Linked DNA regions of Mus musculus: all the other regions are linked to region 1. The links are chromatin contacts, called in public HiChIP or PLAC-seq maps. All regions are on one chromosome and are shown on one strand. The core of a region is the stretch at or near the end of the contact, and the rest is flanking DNA. Distances in the headings are between cores, read along the strand shown.

Region 1 (3,262 bases), core at 330-2,829:
CTACCACGGAAGTGTCAAGACAAAGTGAGAAAACACACTTTTCCTCTTCCCATAGACACCATCAGATACACACCTTACACATTGCAAAAGCATCTCTGTGTCAAAGTTCACTTCATAAATATCCAAAGTACTGTCACTCTGACTTCCACGATTCATGTTTTTGCGTGCTAGCCCAAGCACCCCGGGGTAAAGACACAAGTGTTGCAACACCCTTTTTTGCCTTTCACCATTTTTCTCAGCTGGATAGGTCCTCCTCCTTTTAGAATTTGGATTAATTACCATCCATCTCACAGTAGAGGGTTATAACTTCAAGTCCATGGATGAGATGCAGAAGGCTCTTGAGCCTCTGGTAGCAACAAAATTCCGTGCAACTGTGTATGCTTCTCAAAAGGAGCCCATACTTTGATTCTTAAAGGGGCTCATGACCCTCCAAAAACCACTACCACAGACACATCCTAGACCATACTGAACCAAGTGAGTTTCTTCAGTCCCCTCGAATAAAGAGACCAACAACCCTCTTCCCATCCCGCCCCACTCCCTGAAAGCTGGAGTGAGGATCGAACCCAAGAGCCCTGAACATGTGAAGCAAGCAGATTACCACTGAACCACAGCCCTAGCCCAAGGAGGTTTGCCTTTTGAACCAAATCTTGCTCGGCGTCTGACATCTTCTCATCAGCCACTTCATATCTCATACAAGGCAGACACGCTGATCTAAGAACTCTAAAACTTACCAGAAAATACAACTATGGATACTTATTTAACAACACAGAGAAAACAAACATTTCACCCAACAAGTGGTTGGTTTTGTCGTCCTCGTCCTTCCGCCCGCCCCCCCCAACCCCTCCTCCCTGTCAAACTTAGGCTGCCCTCGCTGGGGCCTCTAAGCCCGGCCTCCCAGGGCTTCCCACCTCACTGAGCGTAGAACTGCAGGCAAGAGGAGGACCGAAATGCCCCGCTGACCAAGAATCTGGAAAGGAGCCTCCAGCATCAGGTGCTACAAGCAGGAACTCACATCTCCTGCTTCCCAGGAACCTCCTCCAGGTAAAGGATGGAGAATGCTCCTCCTCGGGCAGGACCTCAAGGTAAGCCCAGAGGCTCGGCTCCAGGCTGCACAGAGCCGAAAACAAACTTTCCAGGCACTTCCACCCCGCCCGACCGGGTGACACCTCCCGGCCTCCCCCGCCCTCCGTGCCCTGTCAGCGCCCCCGGCTGCCGCCGACAGCCCGAGCCGGGGCCCGCATTCCCTGCCGCAGCCGAGAGGAACCCTCGGCCGGTGCCAACAGTCTTGCCCGCCACCCAGCCGCAGGTGAGGCGCCGCCCGGCCCGCGACACCGGGCCGCCCCGCCTCGCCCAGCAGAACCCAGGCGACCGCCACGCTCCCGGGTAACGGACCGGTGCGCCCTACAGCAGCCGCGCGCTCACCAGCTGGCTGGTGGTCCTGGCCATGAGCCCCAAGTCGGCGCGGGCGCCTCCCCCGCAGCGTTGCGCTGCTCGGCGCCTCCTCAGCGTCCTCCTCCCCGCGGCGGAGCCCCAGCAATGGCCGCCCTCATCCTGCGCCCGCCCCGCCGCCTGCCGCCCCCAGCGCCACCCCGCCCCCGCGCGACGCTAAGCAGGACTTCCGCGACGTAGCCGCCGCTCCTCTCGCCCATTGGTCAGTATAGCTGTCATTGGCGGCGGGCCGTGAGGGCCCCGCCCCCGACCAAGAGCCGTATTTCCGGGTTGGGGCCCGGCGCGCTTGTCGAGGGAGGCTGAGCGAGCCAATCAGAAGTGACGGGGAGGGGCCGGGGCCGGAGCGCCGAGCTGTCATCCGCGTTCCCTGTCAGGTAAACTGAGGCTCCGTAGCCAGCGGGCCAAGGTCACGCCTGGGGCAGCAGCAAGGCTGAGCTCGAACCTACTGCCAGGACAACTTGAATCTGATTCACAGGTCACGAGTAATCTGGGAGAGAAATTGGGCTATGATTTGAAGCAGAAAACAAGCCGTCCTGTCACTCCTGATGAACCTGTTTTTGCCAATATTTTGATGGACGTCTTTGTGAGCTTGCTTTTTTTTTTTTTTTCCTTTCCCAGCAGGATCTCACTATCGAGAACAGACTGGCCTCCTACTTGCGGCAATCCTGTCTCAGCCTCCCAGCTGCTGAAATGACAGGTATGCCACATCCTCCTTTAGTTGTCATTATGACAACCGCTGTAGATGTTTTTTTAAATTATGGTGAAACGCATACAATTTTTGTAAACTTTTTGCGCTGTGTGTACAGTGTATGTGTGTGTCCACTTTGTGGGTTTGTCAGATGTCTTCCTATACCAGTCGCTACCTGGAACTTGCTGATCCCTCTTGGCTGGCTGGCTGGCCAGTGAGATGCAGTGGTCCCCCTGTCTCTGTTTTCCCAGGGGTGAAGGTACAGACACACCCCCACCATCTCCAGCTTTCTTTTACAGGAGTGCTGAGGACTTGCCTGCATAGCAGGCATCATACTGAGCCATCTCTACAGACCTTCCCCATTTTTTTTTCAGTGTTGGGAATTAACTCAAGACCTCACACATGCTAGATCATCTCAAAATTAAATGTTTCTAAATTACACCCATAGCCCTTGCGCCCTTTGTTTTTTGTGGTGTTTTTGAGACAGTGTCTCAGTATGTAACCCTGGCTAGCCTGGACATCACTATGTAGACTGGGCTTGTCTTGAATTCATGATCTTTCTGCCTTAGATTTCCTAGTGCTTGGGTATAGGTATTCACCACCCTTTCCAGATATTTGTCATTTGTGTAAAATAATTTAAAGTGCTGAAAATTACTGTGAGTATTCAGCCTTAAATGGGGCATCTAGAACCAGGTCATAGTGGCTTATTCCTTTGATCTCAGCACTCAGGAGGCAGAGGCAGGGCTACACAGAGAAACTCTGTCTTGCAAAACAAACAAACACAAGATAAATAAAAGGGAGCATCTATATGAGTCCCCCTCCAAATAAGGCTTAGGGAACCTTGGGAATGTAAGAGGAGCAATGCTGAGAAATGCTGACTCTGACCCTGATGTGGCCTGGCACCGAGGGTCTCACCACTGCTGTGCTCACCTGCATAGGATCAAGCCAGTCAAAGTTCCAGCACCGACAGGAGGGGGCCTCACCAGGCTTGCACCTGTCTCCATGGTTACTGGCAGCTGATGGCCATTAGGGAAAAGCCATTCTTCCTTGAGGTGTAGCCACTAGAAGGTTGACCATGCTCAAGAGGACAACAACACACACATGCACACAGACAGCACTAACCAG
Region 2 (3,407 bases), core at 246-2,745, 530 kb after region 1:
AATTGTCATCTTAACAGAAATGTTTTCATTTTTTAAAATTTATTTTTATTTTCTATGGACGTGTTTTGCTTTCCTGCCTGTGTACCACGTGTGTGCCTGGTGCCCTCAGAGACCAGAAGATATTAAACCTCCTGGAACTGGTTGTGAGCCTTCATGTGGTGCTGGGAATTGAACCTAGGACTTCTGCAAGAAAAGCTAGTGCTCTTAATTGTTGAGCCATCTCTCCAGTCCTCCATTTTAACAGATTTTTTTTTTTTTGAGACAGTGTCTCACTTCTACGTAGCCATGGCTGGCCTGAAACTATGTTGACCAGGCTGACTTCAAAACTTACAAAGTCTATGCCTGTGAGTGCTAGGATGAAAGGTATGTGACCACACCCTGTCATTTTAACAATACTTAGCCCTGCCCAGTTGCCTAAGAAAGGTAAATCCCCCTATCTGTCCGAAGATGGCAAATGTAGCCCGGTCTGCTTTACATAGTTGGTATGGCGACCCCAGTTTTACAAATGAGGTTATAGGCTTCAGTGGGGCAACCTAGTTCAGAAGCATGTAAGTCTAGGTACCAGGATTAGGGGTTTAAGTCATTTCTGATTCTAGCTAGCCATAGGCACTCTGGGGTCACACACACAATATACTGACTCTTTCTAGAAAGGGTTCAGATTTGGACCCATCTCGCTTCATCAGAAATCCGGAGACCGCCCAACAGCTGCAGACTTGAAGCCTCCGGTTCACTACTATCCACTCAAGCACCTCTGGGTGCTTCCCTTTCCTACATACTATGTCTGGCTGGATGTGTCTGTCTTACAACCAAGAAAACACGAGGTCCCTTCTCTAGTGGGATTGGGTGAGAATGTCTGGATGTCCTGATGTCAGAGGCTTATGTTCCAAACACAAGAGAGGTGCAGGGCTATAGAAAGGTTCCTAAAAATTTGTCGGATTCAGTCATTACTAGCTGAATTACTTATGTATGTATTTTGTGCTGGGAATGGAACCTAGGCACGGTAGGCAAGTCTCTGCCACTAAGCTATGTTCCCAGGACATCCAGTGAAATTTGCATTTAAGATACAAACATACTACATACTACGTCCAAGTAATGTTTGTGTGATACTTAGCTTAAGACTGATCGAGCCGGGCATAGTGGCGCATGCCTTTAATCCCAGCACTTGGGAGGCAGAGGCAGGCGAATTTCTGAGTTCGAGGCCAGCCTGGTGTACAGAGTGAGTTCCAGGACAGCCAGGGCTACACAGAGAAACCCTGTCTCGAAAAACAAACCACAGTTCGTGTTTTATCGGAAATGATGCTGGAAACCCTGTAGCTCCTCCGGCGTTTCCAGAGCTTGCGTCGGCGAAGGCGGAGAGACTCCGCATTTAAATGACTGGAAAGGCTTGAGCAGCAGTCATGAGCGAATGGCAGCTCTGTACAACACCAGGCCCGGGCGGAAGTCGCAGTGCGCACTTCCGCCAGGCGGGCGGTTGCCTGAGGGCAGTGACGTCGACGGAAGGGGCGGGTCCGCCGGGAGCCAGGCCGCGCTGTGCCGCGCCGGCCAGGAGGGGGCCGGAGCCCGGCCATGGCGGCGGCGGCGGGCGCCGAGGGGCGGCGCGCGGCTCTGGAGGCGGTGGCAGCGCCGGAGCGGGGCGGCGGGAGCTGCGTGCTGTGCTGCGGTGACCTGGAGGCTACGGCGCTGGGCCGCTGCGATCACCCGGTGTGCTACCGGTGCTCTACCAAGATGCGGGTGCTGTGCGAGCAGCGCTACTGCGCCGTGTGCCGCGAGGAGCTGCGCCAGGTGCGCCAGCGGGGCGCGCGACGGGGCGCGGGGAGGGCGGACTCCTGATGGCTTTGCCTGCTCGGTGTCCGGCCGCGGCCTGGCCTCACCCGCTCCCTCCGGAGGCCGGGTGGTCGGTCGGGGCGCCATGCGATCACCGGGCCTCCTGGGGCTGGGAGAAGCCAGAGGCGGCCGGGCTGGGGAAGGAGGAGCGATGTCTGTGGGAACTCTAAGCCTGGGGACTTTTCCCTATGACCTGGCTGCGGGAAGGGCAAGGTCAGGTCGAGAGCCCTCCTGTCTGTGAATCTTAATTTTTTCGGGATCGTCACTGAGGAGGAGCAGACAGCCAGGGGGAACCTCCAGACACTGTCTATTCTGGAAGCTGACTGCTCTGGAAAAAAAGGGTTAAACTGGACATTTCCAGACTAGTTGGGCTTCTGGGCCCCACCGGTGATCCTTAGCTCCTGAGACAGCGTTTCCATTTGTAGAGTGGAGGTGATACCAGGACCTGATTCCTAGGTGCTTGGTGGTCCACAATTTTAGGAAGTTTTCCTCCTCGTTACTAGTTCTAGCTTTGAGGCTTCCTTCCAGAGTGGTGGGAAGAGGATGTTTCTGGCTGTCTAGACTTGGAAATCCCGAAGGGGGTCAGAGGACTCCAGCAATGCCAGCCTTTGATGGGGAGTATCCAGCTGAACCTCCCTTGGTTTGCTGCCCGTAGAGATCTGTTTGCTTCCAGAATTGTGAAATTACCTTGGTTGGTTCGTGGAAGGTTTTGGCTAGTGGCTTCTGCCAGGGAATCACCCTTTCCTGTTCTTAGAAGTGATGCAGAGATAGAAATGATGCCAAAATTTTGAGTTTTTTTTTTTTTTTTTCTTTTCTTTCTGACCTTTTTCTTTCTCGTTGAGATAGGGTCTCACTATGTAGTCCTGGCTGGCCTGGAACTTGTTATGTAGAACCAGTATCTGCCTCCTGATTTCTGAGATTAAAGGCAGTGCACCACCATATCCCGTATTTGAGACAGGGCCTGTAGCTCTGGCAGTCCTGGAACTCATTCTCTAGACCAGACTGGCCTTGAAGTCACACAGATCCACCTGCCTCTACCTCCTGAGGGCTAGGTCATTCTCCACCATACCCAGCACACCCAGCTTTTCTTTCTTGATATTTATGTCAAAAGACTCAGCTGGAATCTGGAACATTCCCTAAGCATCTATGTCATACTGGGGAAGAGGGACTAGAAGACCCCAGACATAGTGTGGTGGAAGGAGCCTTACCCTACTGGATGAGATCTGGGGTTTAGAAACATCTCTGGAAGCTTTTGGCTGGTGTCCTACTCAGGGTCTTGCTGGGGCTTTGCTGGCCAGTCGTGCACACGCTGATGGGAAGGTCTGACACGGGTTTTGAGCACACATACCTGTAGCTTCCTTCTAGGAAGGGAGACATTTTGTAGGTCCTTATGTACGTCGTCCTGGCCTGGGCTCTGGGTCTCACTCAGGAAGTGAGTGAACATACATACATATGTCAGCTGTAGCCAGTGTCTGCCCTCCCTCAGTCTTCCTGAGCCTCACACCTCTAAGAGCTCTGTGGCAGGGGCTTTTGACATGAGCTGTTAGCTTGCCCTGGCTGGGATGTGGTTTGACACTCTGTGC
Region 3 (3,516 bases), core at 695-3,194, 550 kb after region 1:
GAGCCGTCCTTCCAGCCGTCACGCCAACGCTCATCTACTCTCGAGCAGTCAAAATCAGGCTTGCCCAGCTTCCGATTCACCTCATTGTGCAGGCGGCACAGCCACTGGCTGAAGGATACTCGAGTGCTTGTGTCTGGCTGGTTCCTGCCTATCCTTTGAGAGAAGCACAGAAGGATGTAAGGAGATCCCGGCCCCTCTGTCTCTGCCAGTGTCTGGAGACGGGAGTTGGGGCACTGCTATGACCTATCTTCCTGTAGGGGGATGGGGGGGGCCTGAATCTAGAGTTTCTAGGTAGGGCCTGGCACAAAGGACTGTTTCTCAGCACCAGGGGCACAATGCAGCTAGAGCTCCCCTCACTCCTAACTGCTTCAAATAGCAAGTGCAACCTAGGTTAGGCCACTGAGAGTGAGGGATGTTTACTTCAGTCCAGTTTTTTTTTTTTTTTTTTTGGTTTTTCGAGACAGGGTTTCTCTGTGTAGCCCTGGCTATCCTGGAACTCACTTTGTAGACCAGGCTGGCCTCGAACTCTGAAATCCGCCTGCCTCTGCCTCCCTTCAGTCCAGTTTTTAAAGCTGGTAACTAAGCTGAGAGATTGGCTTGAGCCCCATAAGGAAGAGCTATAAGGACTGGGCTTTTGAGGAAGGAGAAGGCCCCCAAACCCCAACATCCCTTTTGGTGTCCCCTCTCCTAGGAACCTGTCACTTCTGAATCTACTGTTCTAGGCCCCTCTCTATGACATCAGCTATGCCCCCCCCCCTTTTTTTGTGTTTCTTTGAGACAGGGTTTCTCTGTGTAGCCCTGGCTGTCCTGGAACTCACTCTGTAGAGCAGGCTGGCCTCGAACTCAGAAAACCACCTGCCACTGCTTGCCAAGTGCTGGGATTAACGGCGTGCGCCACCACCGCCCGGCATCAGCTAGGCCCGCTCTAGGGACCTTACTGACAAGAGGTATAGCCACAACTTACCTCTTCCTTATGTCTTCCGCACATTCCTCGCAGGGGTAAAACTTGGAAAATATATGTATGAACTGGGCCATATCCTGTTGTTGTTCTGGCGTGGGCCTGTCCGGGTAATAGGCGGCCAGCGTATGGAGGAAAGCCCAGGTGTGGCGACCCAATTCTTCCCGATCCTGTGGACAGTCCTCCCTAAACTTGATGTCCCGCTGCAGAAGTAGGCCGACTAAAGGTCAATTCACTCTTACCCAACCAGAAAGCCCATAAAATTCCAACCCAGTGGCAGACTGCTTGCGTTGTACGCCAGAGGCCTTCGGTTCGAATTCCCATTATCACTAATAATAATCATAATAATAATAATAAAGGAAACAAGAACGCTCCCTTTTTCAGTTGACAGCCTACTAACTCGATCTGACTAGCCAGTGGCTGAAAGCGCAAAAGTTTGAGCCTAACGGTGTGTGTGGGTGAGGGGTAAACATGTTTAGGCATAGCCAACCCTGAGGGTTTGGGCCGTGCGGTAGCCGAACGGGAACCTGGAAACCAGGTGTGTGGGGGACCGGGACCGGGCGGCCAAGCGGGGCATCTGCACCTTCTGCTGGGTCCGCATCCACGACTTGAAGTCCACGCAGGCCCGGCACGGTCGCTTCCCGTGCTCCAAACCTTGCGGCGCCGGGGCCGCGGCAGGGGTGGTGTCGTCTCTATGCCTTGCGCCGCGGCCCCGCGCGTCAGTCACCAGGTCGTCGGTCATCTCGGAGCGCGCGCCGCCCGGCAGGAAGGAGAAGCGACTGCCGCGAGGGAAGCCCGCCGGCTCGCTGGGCGCCGCCATCTTGCTGGCGTGCGGGCAGCGGGGCCAAGAGGGCGTGCCGGCGACAGTTCGGAGGAGCGTGCACGCCACCGCCGGCGCGCGGCGGCAGGAGCGGGAACCGCAGCCCGGGGCTGGGCTCAGGCCGGGGCAGGAGGCGGGGCCTGGCGGCGGGGCGGGGCTGGGGGCCGAGGCGGCGGCCCGGGTCGCGGAGGCGTAGGAGGCCTCGGGGCGGGAGGAGGCGGCGCCGGAGGCCCAGGCCGAGGCGGCACTGGCGGCTGCGGCTCCGGCTCTGCGGGTACTCTTGCGCCTGGTGACCCGCCGCGAGCCCGGCGTGCGTGGTCCATGGTGGGGTTCAGGCTTCCTCCGGCAGATGTGAAGTGTGTCGTGGAAGGCGCGCTGCGGCTGTGCTGAGATCTTGGACTGAGATGAGTTCCGAGATGCTTCTCGCATCACCCCCATCGCTTGGCTCAGACACCTAAGGGCGGCAAAATTTGGGGTCTTCCTGCCTTACGACGTGCCCACCTACACGCTTCTCGGTGCCTTAGCAACGCGCGACGGGGCGTGGCCTCACAGAGACCAGACAGTACTTATTGCCAGAGGCTACCTGTGCCCTAGTAACTGTCCCCCACTGCGCAACCTTGAGAGAGGGCGTGTCCTCATCCTCTAGCTTGGATAAAAGATTATTATGCCTATTTTAATAGCAGCCTCAGGAATTTCTTCCTTTTTTTTTTTCTTTTGGAGACAGGGTCTCATGTAACTTGGACTAACTTTGAACTCTGTATGTAGCTGAGTGAAGATGATGTTGAATTCTTGAATCTTTTTGCCACCACACCACCTCTTCAAGTGTTTGACTTAAACGCCTGTGCCATCACAGGAAGAATTCCTTCCGCTGCCTCCATGTGTTCATTTACTCTTTCTGCAAATATTTGTAGAGTGGCTGCTCTCTCCAGGTGCTGTTTCCTCCACTGAGCAGAACAAGGAACAAGCCTCCCTCTTTAGCCTTTAACCAGTGATGCAAATGCGGAAAACCCAGTACACCAGAATCATATTTACAAAACTGATGAAAGCTGTGCAGGGGGTGAGGAGACCCTTAGGCACAGGCCTTTGGGATAAGAAATCAGCTCAAATGCTTGACATTTTACAGAAACACCAGTGACGCTGGGGGCAGGGTCTAGGGAAGGTAGAGGAGATAGAGGCAGAATCCAGAGTCCGGCAAGGCCTACTTATGACCATGGTAGCAACTGGCATTTTTTTCCCTAAAAACAGAGATGTTGGGCAATTTGGGACAGTGGATTTTGTGTGTGTGTGTGTGTGTGTATTTCAAGACAGGGTTTCTTAGTGTAACCAGTCTTGACTGTCCTGGACTCTCTTTGTAGACCAGGCTGGCCTTGATCTCAGAAATCTACCTGCCTCTGCCACCCAAATGCTGGGATTAAAGGCATGTGCTACCCCACTGAGAACAGATTTTTTTAAAGAGACAGGGAGGAACCCAGAGTTGGGGGCTCCTCTGTGTGCATCTGAGAGAGGCAGTGGCTAGATAGAGTGAAGAGCATCTAAGGTTGGGAGGGGTAGACAGGGGCTGTCAACTGAGTGGTAAGAGGGGCTCACAATTCCTCACTTTTCCAGCTTCTGTCTTCTGACTTCCAACATTTCTGAAAAAAAGCCAGAAAGTTATTAAAGGTAATGCCAAGACTTAGCTAAGTAAGGAGATTGGCTTTATGACCTAGCTACTCGGGAGCCTAAGACAGTAATATTCCCA

What was found. HiChIP or PLAC-seq counts read pairs in DNA pulled down with a chosen protein or histone mark.
Region 2: an H3K4me3 HiChIP or PLAC-seq map of embryonic stem cells shows a contact between it and region 1, with 3 times the contacts expected there. The contact joins the promoter of Zfp598 here to the promoter of Pdpk1 in region 1. A contact is called at or near these places in 4 of 39 promoter capture datasets (3T3-L1-derived adipocytes, liver, neutrophils and 1 more) and 2 of 115 datasets of contacts at active chromatin or transcription factors (embryonic stem cells and pancreatic cancer cells).
Region 3: an HNF4G HiChIP or PLAC-seq map of pancreatic cancer cells shows a contact between it and region 1. The contact joins the promoter of Noxo1 here to the promoter of Pdpk1 in region 1. A contact is called at or near these places in 4 of 39 promoter capture datasets (the C10 cell line, cranial neural crest, liver and 1 more) and 1 of 115 datasets of contacts at active chromatin or transcription factors (pancreatic cancer cells).

What each region holds. Positions count from the first base shown.
Region 1 is chr17:24,140,015-24,143,276 of GRCm38.p6, forward strand. It overlaps Pdpk1 (3-phosphoinositide dependent protein kinase 1), which reads right to left and starts at 1,580. Exons shown (of 14, transcript NM_011062.4): 1 at 1,423-1,580. The coding sequence starts at 1,446. Gm33409 (a long non-coding RNA gene) reads left to right here and starts at 1,549. Exons shown (of 2, transcript XR_876671.3): 1 at 1,549-2,146; 2 at 2,437-2,584.
Region 2 is chr17:24,668,192-24,671,598 of GRCm38.p6, forward strand. It overlaps Zfp598 (zinc finger protein 598), which reads left to right and starts at 1,496. Exons shown (of 12, transcript NM_183149.2): 1 at 1,496-1,782. The coding sequence starts at 1,567.
Region 3 is chr17:24,694,290-24,697,805 of GRCm38.p6, forward strand. Noxo1 (NADPH oxidase organizer 1) reads left to right here and starts at 1,945. Exons shown (of 9, transcript NM_001357836.1): 1 at 1,945-2,707. Gfer (growth factor, augmenter of liver regeneration) reads right to left here and starts at 1,867. Exons shown (of 3, transcript NM_023040.3): 1 at 1,542-1,867; 2 at 965-1,161; 3 at 1-153. The coding sequence starts at 1,778.